5 separate regions of the Mus musculus genome follow, and regions 1, 2, 3 and 5 are each linked to region 4. A link is a contact called in public promoter capture Hi-C data. All regions are on one chromosome and are shown on one strand. The core of a region is the stretch at or near the end of the contact, and the rest is flanking DNA. Distances in the headings are between cores, read along the strand shown.

The links. Promoter capture Hi-C pulls out the DNA fragments that hold promoters and counts their contacts.
Region 1: a contact with region 4 is called in a promoter capture Hi-C map of liver, with 2.7 times the contacts expected there. The contact joins the enhancer-like site here to the promoter of Rhbdd3 in region 4. A contact is called at or near these places in 3 of 39 promoter capture datasets (liver and pre-B cells) and 2 of 115 datasets of contacts at active chromatin or transcription factors (astrocytes and bone marrow-derived dendritic cells).
Region 2: a promoter capture Hi-C map of pre-B cells shows a contact between it and region 4, with 4 times the contacts expected there. The contact joins the promoter of Ogdh here to the promoter of Rhbdd3 in region 4. A contact is called at or near these places in 8 of 39 promoter capture datasets (the 3T3-L1 cell line, the C10 cell line, cranial neural crest and 5 more), 2 of 484 Hi-C or Micro-C datasets (both in embryonic stem cells), 5 of 115 datasets of contacts at active chromatin or transcription factors (T-cell acute lymphoblastic leukemia, bone marrow-derived dendritic cells, large pre-B cells and 2 more) and 2 of 9 other capture datasets (adipose tissue and liver).
Region 3: a promoter capture Hi-C map of pre-B cells shows a contact between it and region 4, with 4 times the contacts expected there. The contact joins the promoter of Nudcd3 here to the promoter of Rhbdd3 in region 4. A contact is called at or near these places in 4 of 39 promoter capture datasets (embryonic stem cells, erythroid cells, hippocampal neurons and 1 more), 3 of 115 datasets of contacts at active chromatin or transcription factors (astrocytes, large pre-B cells and pancreatic cancer cells) and 1 of 9 other capture datasets (adipose tissue).
Region 5: a contact with region 4 is called in a promoter capture Hi-C map of liver, with 2.4 times the contacts expected there. The contact joins the promoter of Osbp2 here to the promoter of Rhbdd3 in region 4. A contact is called at or near these places in 2 of 39 promoter capture datasets (both in liver).

The regions. Positions count from the first base shown.
Region 1 is chr11:6,164,399-6,167,123 of GRCm38.p6, forward strand. The region is part of intron 2 of Nudcd3 (NudC domain containing 3); the gene reads right to left. Among named protein-coding and RNA genes, the nearest start is that of Nudcd3, 35 kb to the right of the region's middle. Within about 2 kb of position 1,258, at least 12 of the 459 cell types and tissues checked have an H3K27ac peak or open chromatin away from gene starts, as enhancers often do. A contact at or near this core is called in liver, where this site is marked.
Region 2 is chr11:6,290,166-6,292,865 of GRCm38.p6, forward strand. It overlaps Ogdh (oxoglutarate (alpha-ketoglutarate) dehydrogenase (lipoamide)), which reads left to right and starts at 1,432. Exons shown (of 23, transcript NM_010956.4): 1 at 1,432-1,528. It overlaps Gm46270 (predicted gene, 46270), which reads right to left and starts at 2,098. Exons shown (of 1, transcript NR_168687.1): 1 at 1-2,098.
Region 3 is chr11:6,199,134-6,201,920 of GRCm38.p6, forward strand. It overlaps Nudcd3 (NudC domain containing 3), which reads right to left and starts at 1,318. Exons shown (of 6, transcript NM_173748.5): 1 at 810-1,318. The coding sequence starts at 1,001.
Region 4 is chr11:5,097,915-5,100,614 of GRCm38.p6, forward strand. Rhbdd3 (rhomboid domain containing 3) reads left to right here and starts at 1,359. Exons shown (of 9, transcript NM_177370.4): 1 at 1,359-1,652; 2 at 1,834-1,984; 3 at 2,483-2,673. It overlaps Ewsr1 (Ewing sarcoma breakpoint region 1), which reads right to left and starts at 1,182. Exons shown (of 17, transcript NM_007968.4): 1 at 1,095-1,182. The coding sequence starts at 1,107.
Region 5 is chr11:3,862,442-3,865,182 of GRCm38.p6, forward strand. Osbp2 (oxysterol binding protein 2) reads right to left here and starts at 1,462. Exons shown (of 14, transcript NM_152818.3): 1 at 792-1,462. The coding sequence starts at 1,426.

The DNA of each region.
Region 1 (2,725 bases), core at 8-2,507, 1.1 Mb after region 4:
GGTGTGGGAGACTGACCATACAGACACACTAAAAGCAAGGAGATGGCAAAGGGGACATTGAAAAGGTCAGAGGAAAACATGAATGGAAGCTATGGGCTTAAGTCATTCATGCTTAGTCAGGGATGGTCCCTAGGTTCAATAGACTCCTTTTAACCAACAATGCTGCCACACCTGGATATCTACATACAGAAAGCGATGTACTCCTAGCAACATCCTGAATCACATTCTAATTAACTCAAATTAGAAGTCAAACTATAAAATCTAATTGACCAAATTAGAAGTCAAACTATAAAATTTTTTAAAATATTTCTGCTGGGTAAAGATTAGATGTGGCAACAAGAAAAATGCAATCCATAAAAGAAGAAAGTGCCATTCTATACCCCATCAAAAGTGTTCTGTTTGGGCCTGAGTTTGGCTAAGAGGTTACGGGAAGTAGGGGCTGCTCTTCCAGAGGACCCAGGTTTGATTCGAAGCACCCACACCGCAGCTCACAACCACCCGTAAGTCTAGTTCCAGGGGATCCAACACCCTCTTCTGGCCACCATGGTCACCAAGCATGCACTTGATGCACGGACATGCATGAAGGCAAAACATGCATGGACATAAAATAAAAAAATAAAGCCTTCTAATTTTCTAAAGTCAATGTGGTGGCTGGGGTATAGCATGTTTCACACGTACCAGATCTTGGGTTTGAGCCCCACCTCTCCCAGCCTTAAATACAAACAGCAACTTTAAAAGATCAAAAAGACAATTCAAAGACTGAAGAACTATCTGCGGGTTACATATCTAATAAAGCATACAGGAACTCTCAAAACTTACTAAAAAAATGAACAACTCAATTTTTAAAATTAGGCAAGTGATCTGAAGTGACACTTCACCAAAGAAGGCAGAAAAAACTGTACCATCTTTGCTTATTAGGGAAATGCAAGTCAAACCACATGACATGCCAGCATACACTTACGAGAAAAGTCTAAAATTAAAAAAAAAAAAAAGAGCATCAAATGTTGATCAGGATGAGGAAGCACTGCATCTCCGACACACAGTGGGCTGTGCGGGCAGTAACACAGCACAAGGTAGCAAAGGCTATGGACAAAAGCCTTTATTCCTGGATTGTAACAAAGTGTGTGTGTCCCCGCTGGAACTTACAGACAAATGTTCCGTGGCAGCTTCTTTTGTAACAGGCAAGCAAACAGCACTGTGTTAGTCAAACTTCCCCCACTTTAGACAAACAATGTAAGAGGAGATAGTTATTTTGGCTTCTGGTTGCAGAGGATTTACACAGTTCATACCTGGCAACCTGTATTGTTTCTGGCATGGTTGAAGGCTTGGTAAGGCACAACTACTCACCTCATGGCAGCCAAGACACAAGTGTGTCAGAAAGGAACCCTGATATCTCCAAAAGCAATCCCAGAGATCCACTTCCTCTAGTGAGGCCTCATCTTCCAGTCCCACCACCTACCACAGACTGCTCACATTGCCAGTCCATCAATAGATTTAGGTCAAAGCTCCATGGAAACGTACTGGTAGATATACCTACTAGCTGGTTTCACTACTCTTCTAGGTGGCTTTCAATCCAAACAAGCTTACAAGATCAAGATCAGCCATCGCAAAAAATGGGGCTGCTCTTGCCTAGGGCCTCAGTCGGGTTCTGACTTAACTCCAGCTCCAGGGAAGTTGGTGGACTTTTATGGTGTTCATAGGCATTTCACCTGTTCCTAGAATGAGGCCACAGCCCTCCATAGATTTGTGGCCATCAGTCACATAAGGGCAACGCACCAAGCCCCTCCACATGTAGAGGACGTGACAGATTATATAGGCTCAAGACAGATCTCCATTTGGAATGAAGTAGCTAAAGACTTGGAGACTTAGCCAATAAGCTTTCCTTCCCAGACACTCCTCCCTGCAAAAGGTATTGAACCTCAGACCCGCCCTGAGAAGTGGGGCATGGTTTTACTCATCCACTTTCTGCCATGACAATAAAGGCCTTAAAACCATGGACTGCCACTTTTCATCGGGATCCGCCATAGGGAGCTGTGGAGGCCTTTGCCTGTAGAGCCACTGTCTGATCTCCAGTAGACGGCCTCTCTTCGATCAGCCTTGGCCACCACCGAGAACTCCCACTGCGGGACCAGCCAAAGCTCCTCCCTTTCCCCTCTTGGCTCTGGGTCAGATCTAGCCCACAGGCCCCCACTCCATTCTCAGCTCTTCCGATGCTTCCAGCGATGCCTGCGTGTCCAAGAGCCTGAAAATCAGACAGGCTGGCCTCCTTGCAGGCCTGGGGACTCCCGAGCCAGCTCCGGCTGTCCTGTGCCTCAGACTGTGTTTCCTCACCCCCAAAGTGAAGCGCAGTTGACTTACAGTGTCCCACCTCCCTGATCAGCTGAGCCCTGTGGCGGAGCAGATGCGGGACCCCATTAACGCTACATACACATAAAACAAAATACAGCTCAGGGATGAAAAGCATTGCTACTCTTTCCAAGAAACTGAGTCTGGCTCCCAGCCACATGGCATCTTTCAACTGTCTGTAATTCCATCTTTTGTCCTCCTCAGCCACTAGGCACTCATGTGTTGAACATAACATGCATGTAAGCAAACACTGCCATACATAAAAATAAATAAATGAAAGTAATAAAATAGAGAAAAGATTATCCATCACGAACTTAAATACCTATAAGTAGATTAATGGGGGGAAAGACAAAATAAAAACAAATGAATTATTGATATC
Region 2 (2,700 bases), core at 182-2,681, 1.2 Mb after region 4:
TTTGAGTACCTAGGCCACATTTAAGCTGCAATAGCAAGTTCTAACTGTGGGCTGAGGAATCTTGGCTTCTTAGCCCTTAGGCTTCTTAGGACGATATACCCCAGGTCCATGGGAGGACAACTCACGTGTACCATTGCTGATGCTTCTGCCCTTGTACTGTGGCCTATCACTGCTACCAAAGCTTGAAGAGCTTCTGGCATACTTGTGACTACTTGTGACTTCTATTTCAGTAGAGCAAAAGGACTCTCCAGCCAGCTCATCCAGCACTGGTGCCATTTGCCATACATAGCAAGGATAAACTGACAGTCTGTATTGCTGTCCATCAAAAACTACTCTGCTAAAAAAGAGAAACAAGCGGAGAGTTAAAGGCCATGAGCATGAAGCTGGGCATGGGACTTATAGCTATAGTCCTAGCACCTGGTATATGCAGGTAAAAGAAACAGAGCAAGGTCAGCCTACATTATGAAATTGAATCCAGCCTCAGCTACATGCCATTGTCTCAAACAACAACAACAAAAGACATGAGTATGAAATGAACCACTCTCCTTTTTGAGACCTGATCCAACTGTGTAGCCCAGGCTGCCCACAAGAACTCTATGTAGCCCATCTTGACCTCCCAATTGGTCAGTTTTTCTCTGTTCTGAAATTGCAGGTGTGTGCTGCAAAATCTGGCTGAATATTTTTGTTAGTTTTTTATTTTGTTTCCCAAGACAGGGTTTCTCTATGTGGCCCTGAAACTCTCTCTGTAGACCAGGCTGACCTCAAACTCAGAGATGAGCCTGCCTCTGCTTCTGAGTGCTCTGCTTTAAGGTGTGCACTCACACAGCCAGGCTCTGGCTTAACATTTTGACACGGGGAACATTTCATATTAGTGAAGTGTAACAGGTTAACTAGTGGATTTTGTCTGTTTAGAGCAGGCTCTGGAGCCAGGAAGATCCAGGGGGACCCCAGCACAGCTTCCTGTCAGAATACTAGCAGGAACACCCAAGTCGCATGACAACCAAGTCACATTAGACCTCGCTAACTAATCTTCATAAGGACTGCTGCAAAACAAGTGTTCAAAATAGTCACTCATGTTATTCAAATTATTTTGTGCAGGGATACATTTTACCAACCCAACTATTATTTAGGGCAGCTTGTTTTGGATACAAAGCCCGTGGGCCTCAAAGTCGCAGCGCTCCTGCTTCGGCCCGCCAAACGCTTCAATTATCAGACGGCATCCCACGCCCTGAATGTACCAGGTTCTTAACAAGCTTCGGAAGCGTCTCCCGTGTAACTGCTAATGACAGCCGAAAGACAGTGAGCAACAGGCTGGCTTTGGCCAGATGCAAAGTTCTGCATTGGCGCGAAGCCCGAGCGAGCGACTGAAACCCAATTCTGTGACGTCACGTCACGCCCACAGCCTGTCTTGCAGGCCGCTCCTCTGGGGCCGGGCTACGCGTTGACGCCACACGCCGGGGCGGGGCTGAGAGTTTGGAGCCCGGAGTGGTGTCGGCGCTTCACTCGGGTGGAGCTGAACGGGAGACAGGTAACCTTGTGCGGCAGACGGGCTCCGTCCAGGGCTGGGAGGCTCGGCGCTTGACACCCGGAGCTCGCGGCCGAGGGTGAGGCCTATGCGTCCTTGCTTCCGGAGTGCCTGAGTGACGGGCGTGAAGCCGGACAGAGCCGGGCTGGCGGAGGGCGGCGATGGTGGGCGGGGGACGAGACCTGACGGACAGACGTTATAGCCAATGGCGTGGCAGGGTCCTCCAGGCGGGCGGAGATTGGCGGACGCGGACTTGCGCCGGGGGTCGGGGGGCCGAGCGCTATTGGCTCTGGCGGCGGAGCCGCGAAGGTGGCGGGCTAGGGAGTAGGTGGCCTGGCGGCCCGGGAGAGCCCCAAGGTCGCGGCGTGTCACGTGGACCGGTCGCTCCCTCTGGCCCGCGCGCGTTCTTTTGTCCTGCGTGCGCTGACCCCAGCAGGCCGCCGTCCTTGTGTTCGCCGTGCCCGGACACGGCGCTGACCTTGGTGCCTGCGGCAGCCCCACCTGCCGGTATGAGGTAAACCAGGCTGTCGGCCAAGGTGACACTGGTTTCCCTAGAAACACCATCCACGCACCGCTTTCCTCGCGAGAGTGTGTGACAGATGTGAGTTATACCCAGAGTGACTGGGAAGCCTGCTACTGTGCCCTCGCATGAGTTACCAGATCATGTTTCTTTTGCCCACCGAGCAGTGTGCCAGTCTCTGAAGTGACAGGTTCGGCAAGAATCCTCACGTGGATACCATGTAAAGACAGGAGAGCGGAGTGTAGGGCATTTGAGTATCTACACGGTGAAGGAGCAGGGTGAGGTGTGGAAAAGGGATTAAAGGTAATGAGAAGTGACGGGCTAGGTGTTGTGCGCATGCGTAACTCAACTTCCTGACTGTAAGATCAGAAAATGGCGGCGTTAAGCATCATTGGAGGGTGGAGTTTTAGATCCTTGACGTCAAAAGGTCACTCAAGGAACACCTCTACAGGCCCAAGTGGGGTCAGTGGGGTCAACCTGTATTCGATGGAGGTCTCTACGTCCGTAAGTGTTATCTGTATATAGTGAAGCTATTGCGAATGTGCAACTGGTCTTCATCACCCTAAGTAGAAGCGTGTAACTAAAAATAGAAGTAAAAATTTCCCCCAGCTTTTCTGTGGATTTCATTGCCCTTACAGGCCCTACTTGTGTCTGT
Region 3 (2,787 bases), core at 68-2,567, 1.1 Mb after region 4:
CAGAGTCTATACCGCAGCTGAGAGTGTTAAATATATTCATTAAATGTTTGCTTATTACTAACTCAACAATGTCAACAATCCCAGCGCGGGAGCGTCGGGAAGGAGGACCATAAGTTCGAAGCCATCCTGATCTACCTGGCAAGTTCCAAGTCAACCAGGGCTACACAGCAAGATCTTGTCTCGAAAGAAAACAGTTTTTAAAAAGGTGTCCAAACAACTTGAGTCAGTCATTAGTAACGCTTCAAAAACAATAAATATAACCTAGGACATATAAATTTTAATCCAAATGTAAATTTCGTAAACATTACAATTGTCCACCAACTTAGTAAGTCACTGGCAAGAGGCCACACCCACCAATCAATACATACCAGTCATTCCTGCCACCTCCGAGCCCGGGAATTCTGAAATCTACTAGTTTCTCCCGCTGTGAAAGTCCTCCTCCTACAGCCTGCACGGTTTGAACCCTGCCTAACAAGCCCCTTGCACCGTTCTGGGGATGCCCACAGGGCGCTGGGAGGCCCTCAAACCCAGGCTGACAGGTCCAACACCTAAGCATCTCCCGCACAAACCCAGCCTGTACCCAAAGAAGCGCATTCCTGCCAACGGATCCGTGGGTCAGATAACGCCTGGCCATTTACTCAAATCACCTGGTGGCACCCCAGAGAGAATCACAAACCCTGAAGGGTGGGCTACGGAGTGGCGCAGTTCCCAGACGTAGGACGCGAGCCGGGGCACCTCTGGCGCTGGGAGGTGGAACTGGGGTAAGGACCTGCTGGACCCCAACGGCCCGCCGCCTCTCTCCACCTCACCTGCAGCACCAGGGCCTGTGCGGCCCCGGGCGGGAAGCCCATGCGGTCCGAAGGGTGGCGCAGCAGGCGGTAGAAGTCGGTCTTGCGGTAGAGAAAGCCGAAGAGCACGCGCAGAAAGTCCTGGACATTGCCCACGTGCTGCAGGATGCCCAACAGGGCCTGGTCATAAAGCTCAGCAGCCCCGGGCTCCATGGCTCTGCTGCCCGAGGGACGCGAACACAGTGGGCACCGCCTCACACCGGCTGATTGGCCACTTCCGGCGTGCGCGCCTAACGGCTCCCCCCGGACAGCGAAGACGCGGAACTTCCGGTCCGCGCTTGTTACTACCGGCGGTAACCGATCGTCGTTCTTGCGGCTCTGCTGGATCTCCTCCGCCGCGACACTTGCCTAAAGGAGATTGGTATGCGCTCAGTACGGTTCCTACATGCAAGAATAACCATGGTCACGATGCGGAGAGCGCTTGCCAACCATGTTTGAAGAGGGCGGAAGCATTGTGGTGACGGCCACTTGACGTAGTCCCTGGAGGTGTCACGTGGTCTGGGAGCCTTTCTTCTTTCTGGATTGAATTCCTGCGTAGGTGTCTGGTGCGCCTTCTTATAATACCACATTTTGTTTGTTAGCGGAGGGAACGGAAAAGGAATATTGTAGAATTGTATGGAATTCCTATTAACAGAGCTATGAGTGAAACTCAGAAGGTTGCACCAGATTTCAAGGTGACTTGAAAGGACAAGAAAAGTGTGAAAAGCTCAGTGAAGGAAAAAAAGAAGTATGATACTGTAAATATGTGTGTGTGCATCCGTATGTATAGCATGTGTGTATACACGTGCCGTTACTAATACGTGCATATAGACATTTTAAGAAAACGTTTATGTAAGGTTGACACACAATCAATCTGTGGTTTATACCTGTAATCCCCGCATCCAAATCATGGCCAACCTGGGCTATAGAGTCAAACCCAGTCTCAGAAGAGGGTTGGGGGGAGACGAAAGACAGACAGATTAGGAACATATGCTAGGTCACAAACCGAAGACAAATGGCTGAGATGCCTAATAAAATATCAAAGCAGACTCTGGCCACCAGTCTCCCTCAGTACCTTCTGGTACAGGATCCTTCTGGCTGGCATACTAATCCTGACCTCTACCCTAAACTTCTCCAGTCCAGAGTCTGAGCTGGCCTTTTCCTCCCCAAGCTTCTCTGATTCCTATGTAACCCAGCCATTTTGGTTATGAGGTCCTTTTTACCCTTTGGCCTCTTGGTCTCCTGGCCTCTTGACTCCAGGTCTCTTCTACCCTCTCCCCTAACCCTTCTCACATGGCCCAGCTCATTCTACAGCCACTTCCACCCTGAATTCTCCCAGATGCCTCTGCTTCTGGCTGTCTGCTCCCTCCTGTCTACAATAAACCTCCTCCACCATACCTAGAAGCCATCATGTCCTCCTTTTTGTTTTTTTTTCATTCAATGTAGCTAAATTGGTAAAGTGTGTGACTAATGTGTCCTGAGTGTTGTATAAACTGTGTAGTAACCCACATGTGTGACTAATGTGTCCTGAATGTTGTATAAACTGTGTAGTAACCCATACCTGTAAACCTAGCACTGGGAAGGTGGCGACAGAACCAGAAATGTTTATTCATCCACATAGCCAGTTCAAGACCAACTTGGGCTCTGCAAGGAGATCCTGACCGGAAAAAAAACAACAACAACAACAAAAAAGATTTTAATGAATTTCATCTCTACTAGACTAACTAACATCTACAAATTAACTTTTTTAAAAGACATTGTCTTACTCTGCAGCCTTGGCTGCCCTGGAACTCGCTGTATAGACCAAACTGTCCTCAAATTCACAGAAATATGCCTGTTTCTGCCTGCCAAGTGCAGAAGTAAAGATATATGCCACCACACAGAGCAAAATACTGATTTTACTTTTGTTTTCTTGTAGTTCTAGGAGACAAACTCAGGGTCTTGAACATGTTAGGAAAAT
Region 4 (2,700 bases), core at 109-2,608:
GCTAGAAGCAAAAACAAAAACAAACAAAAAACCCGCCACTGTGCCAGTTAACTGTATTCTAAACTGCAGGTGAGGGCTAGGCTACACTTATTCTCTCGGTAAGGACCACAACATAACCATCACATTCTAGAGTTCCCGCCCTGGACTTTCAAAATCCGCTATGGGTCTCTTCCCCTGGCCTCAATAGGGCCAAGAAATAAATCAGCCGGCTAGCTTAACGAGCAGGCCTACAGAAACGTGGCGTGCCGAGGCTTTTCTGCCTCTCCTGGATCAAAGCTGCTAGAAATCTCTTTCTGGAAAAGAGTCTCCTCTCCGGATCCAGACGGACCTTGTTATACAACCGATCCCCCGCGCCGGTTGCTGAGAAAAGGACACTGGGAAGCCACTGCTTTTTGGGTAGGGAAGGAGGTGGAGTTAACTCATGATTAAATCGAAGCCTCTTGAGTGGGGAGCACGAAGATTTAGGGGAACCAACTAGGTCCTCCGAGGGGGCAGCTTGGTCGGGCCGGGCCAGGCCTGGGGGATAATGGGGCTCCCCTCTTAAGCCGGCGCCCCTCAGCTTACACATTCGCGACGGCTTTTTGTTTGTTTTTCTGAGTCCCTACACAGTAAACACTTGCCCTGGGGCTAGCGATGGGAGGAGACGTTCCACGGGAAACCGGCCACGGCTTCTCGAGCCGCCATCAGACACCTCGCTTCACGCGCCTTCGGGGTGATGGGCTCCAGGCCCAGCCGCGGTCCCCTTCGGGCCCTCGGAGGCCCTAGGCCCGGCCCACGTGGCGAGAGACCCGGAGCACCCGGCCCCGACAACCACCACACAAAGGAGGCCTGGACGGGCTCTGCACGCCTCAGCTACCGCGAGGCCCTCGCGCGCAACGCGGCCGCCAAAAGGTTCCAGAACCAGCCCGCCTAGTGGGGGAGGGGAAGGGAACGCGGATCCCCCACCCCCACCCCCGAGCTCGTCGGGCCGCGGCGGGAACTCCAACCCCTTTCGGCGACTTCACTCAGTCATCCCTGCCACCCCCAGAGACGAGCGCCTCCCAGTCTGGGTGTCCCAGCTGTCGCCGGCGGGACCGCGATCCCACTCCGCTTACCCGTGGACGCCATTTTCTCGCCTTCCTCCTCGTTCTCTCAACGTCCGTCTCCTTCTCGCGTTCCCCCTAGGCGCCGCACTGCGCAGGCGCGAAACCCGCAACCTCGGACGCTACCATCGGGCCAGGCCTCGGGGGTGGCCGAAGAGGAGCGAACCGGAGCTCTTCGGCTCTTCGCTCCCGAAACCGTTGACCCGATCCTCTCCCAAAGAGCCGGACGTGACGAGTGGTCTAAAAAAAAAAGGCGCCTCGGGGGCCAGCGCGCCAGTGAGCGAGGGTTACCCACGAACCCGAGAGCTCCTTGGCGCGAGGCGCGGTGGCTCGGAATGGTTACGCCCGCTGGCTCTAGGGACCGTCTCTGAAGAGTCTGCCCTGGAGGGAGACGGAGGCTGGCGGGAGGGCTGGGGGAAGGGATCCCGGCCGGCCTGAAACAACTGCTGACTAATCGGCGGGCGGGATCACGCGCCTCTGTGTGCGTGCAGCGGGTTTCGGGCACCGAGGGCTCGGCCTGGAACCGGCGGCCGGACTTACCGGGCGGGCCCCCCTGCTCGGTTTTCTAGGGTGGGTGGGGGTGGGAGGACATGCTCCCCAGGCCCCTGGACGCGTGGCCTGAGCGGGCGGGGGAGGGGACCGAGGGCCGTCGGCTTGGGAGGGAGGCCGGGAATGCCGCGCCCGACCCCAGTAACGGTCGGGGTTGAGAAGCCCTGTGATCGTCCTTCAACCCATCCCCTTGTTTCAACAGAAAACCCAGAACCCACGAAATTGAGTTCTTTCCTTAAAGTTACAAAGCTGAATGCGACCCAGACCCCGGGCCTCCCCTCTCTGTACACCGCCCGGAAGCTTCGCCACACTGTCCTTGCCTTCCCACTCTGTCCTCCTGGCTTCCCTGCAAGGTAGGCAGGGTGTGATATGCATAGCTCTGAGGTCTCTGACAAGGGCTCCAGAAAGACACTGAGGCGGATTGTTGGCGATTGGTGGGGTTTTTGGTTTTGCTTTTCTGAGAGTTACTGACACAGTGGACAGACACAGACAAACATTAGCATGGCGGGCGAGGACTCGGAAGAAACCAGGGTCCATGTGGGAGAAGTAGGCGTGTCGCACCCTTCTGAGGATGGGCGTGGCTTCAATGCCGGAGCTTCTGGCCCGGGGCAGGCAGGGAAGGGAGCTGGGAGCCCGATGTGTAGCCCCCCAGTTCCCCATTTTATGTAAAATCACCTTCAGGTGAGAGATCCAGGCGTCCGAGTCTGTTAGTTCGCCACTCATAGTGTCTCACTAGAGGCCGGTCGGAATCTGAAGGGGAGAAAGGCGTGTATTGTGTTCTAGGAGGAGCAGCTGGATTCATTATTGGATTCTTACAAGTTACGTTTTATTAATTGAAGATATGGTTGCAGGAGTGTTACGGCTTGCCTATGATGTATGAGGCCCTAGTTTCCATTCCTATCGCCAAGAAAGAGAAGAGACTGGTCCAGAGGACTCGAGGCCCAGTTCCCTATGTCCATGGACCTGTCCCCTAGTGCCCAGGGATGGAATGGTTGTAAGAAGGTGCAAGAGGAAGCTTCATTTTAGGTGACCCTGCCTCCAGGTAAGGGTGAAATCTGCCTGCTTTTCT
Region 5 (2,741 bases), core at 212-2,711, 1.2 Mb before region 4:
CTTCTTGAAGAGTTGACTCTGAACCAGCCTCACAGTCCTCACACGGAAACTTTTAGAAAAGCCATCCCTCGGGTGCTTTCCTCAGGCCTATCTCAGGAGGGATTCAGCGGGAGACCTAGACACTGCTGCAGCAACCCCACTTAGTTTGAGAAGCTCTCATCTAGAGCGGCCTGAGATCTCAAAGCTTGCAATCCCAGGAAACAGCTAGTGAGAAAGGGAAGGAAGTCCAGCTTTAGCAGGAGGTCGTGCCAGCTCTGTCTCTACTGCAGCTCCGAAACCCAAGCTACTTCTGGAATAAGCAAGGGAACAGGAAAGCATTATCTGCTGCAAAATGTCAACTTGGGGTCCCAGGGGGTACACACTATGTCTGCTCTATCTGTGGGTCAGCGAGTCCCAGCCCAAGGCCTGGCCACCAGCAGGTGTCAGCAAAGGTAGGAAACAAATGAAGTAACCACGGGAGGTGGGACCCACAGTCCTTCCCAAGAGAGGGGTTCACTAGCTGCCTCCCTCCATGAACACAGTGAACCAGACGCAGCCCCTGGTTCCATGACCACCAAAAACAGGAGGGGAACAAAAGACCTACTCCACCCATCTCCCCACTCATCCTTTTAAACTCAAGCTTGCCAGAGGCCATGTCCACAGGTCACGTCTTCCCTTGGCAGTTGACAGGCATTACTTCTACAGAAGTTCATGCAAACATCTCAGAAGGGTTATGGTGACACCCACCCCACAGTCGAGGCCGGCCACCACCACCCTCCAACCACAGATGTCCTACCTCGGTACTTCCGTACCTGTAGTAGGACAGCAGGCCATTGCCGAGCACGAACCAACGGCGCTGGTAGCCCTTCAGGTAGTTAGTCCACTTGAGGAGCCAACCCTTGTAGCTGTCCAGAGGTGGTGAGACCATTTGGACACCAATCCCTGACACCGGAGTCCCGACAGAAATCTTCGCCTGTCCTTGTCGCAGAAAAGACTGGGTCTTTGGCACCAGCTTGGACTCGGGTTTGGTGACGGGCAAACTCCCTACTGTTGACTGCAGCGGGGACGGCATTGCCAGCTCTGGCGAAGCTTTGATGATGGACACAGACCTTGTGCCGTTCTCTGACCCCGGCCACAAGCCCTGTAGTTCCGATTCCTGCCCAACCCCTGAAGGCCTTGGCACAGACGTCGTCTGGGACCCAGGTTCGGATCTCGACGCCGGCTCAGAAATTGGCTGGCACACCTGTTTCGACAGCAACTCCCGCTCTGGTGCCTGCACAGGCTGGAGCTGAGGCTTTGACGCTGGTCCTGAGCCGAACGCGGATGAGTTCATGCCCGGCGCCGCCGTGTGGCAGGACAAGCAGGGCACAACCGTGAACAGCGACGAGAGCCCGCGGGAGCGGCCAGCGCAGCCGCCGCCTCGGCTCAGAGCGGCCGCTTTCCCCATAGAGCTGTGGACCCGAGCTCGGCGGAGCGCGGAGTGGGGGCGGGGCGGGGCGGGAGTGGGTGGGGCCTGTTCGGAGGGAGTGGCGGGGCGGAGCCGGGCGGGGTTGGTGGAGGAGTGGACGGGATGGGTGGAGCCCTCACGTGAGCGACAGAGATCGGGTGCGCGTGGGTCCCTCCGCCGCTCTGGCTAAGGTGGAAGGAACCCCGTGGGCCAAGAGTTAGGCAGACGACGTGGAAGGCACTTCACGCTTCAGGCTGCTGTCCCTCCTGTGCCAGGCGCTGGGAGAACAATGGTGAATGAAAGCCACGCGGTGCGCTCGCCACGCAACTCTGAGCAATGGGTGGGTCGTGGACAGCAAATCTCAAACCCTGGGAGTCCGACCTGAGGAAATCCAGCCTAGGCCCTCTCCCTAGTTGTGGGAACTGTAGCCACTCCACAAACTTCTGTTGGCTCATCTATACAATGAAGATAATACCTCCTTCAAAGGCTGTAATAAGATGGTGCATATGAGGCACATTTGGCAGAGTAGATGCTCCGAGAGCATCATTGAGTTATTAACTAGAGAGTTCTGTGGTACATTTTGTCAGCGACCAGAGCAGGAGATGAGAGCAAGGTTGACAAGCTTGGGAAGCAGCCACTGTGCATGCACGTGTCAGATGTGTGTGCAGCCCTCAGGGAAGGAAGCTAACTAATAAATTCTTAACGAGATGTTTCGACTCCTGAAACAAATTGCCAAGCTACCTAAGATGACAGGCCTGTCATTAGTTCTACCAAATTTGGGCAAGAGTCACAGAAGAGACAAGGTCTACAGAGTTAGAGAAACAAGAAAGACCTTCAAGGAGAAACCGCTGTGTACAAAGACCCAAACCAGGGAGAACAGCTTGTCTGGCAAATAGCTAATAGCTCAGTGTTTTGTCAAGAGGAGGGCAGGACACAGAACAGCTGCCCCACACCCCACCACAAGGAATGCCCTTTATCCTAGAGAAACCAAAGCTTCTAGAAACAAGGGAAATTTATTTTCATTTTTAAAGTGGGGGGGGGGGGGAAGGAGGTGAGATGGCTCAGTGGGTAAGAGCACTGACTGCTCTTCCAAAGGTCCTGAGTTCAATTCCCAGCAACCATATGGTGGCTCACAACCATCTGTAGTGAGATCTGATGCCCTCCTCTGGTGTGTCTGAAGACAGCTAGAGTGTACTTACATATAACAATAAATAAATCTTTGTGCCTGAGTGAACAGAGGTCCTGAATTCAATTCCCAGAACAGAAACCACATGAAGGCTCACAATCATCTGTATAGCTACAGTATACTCATAAA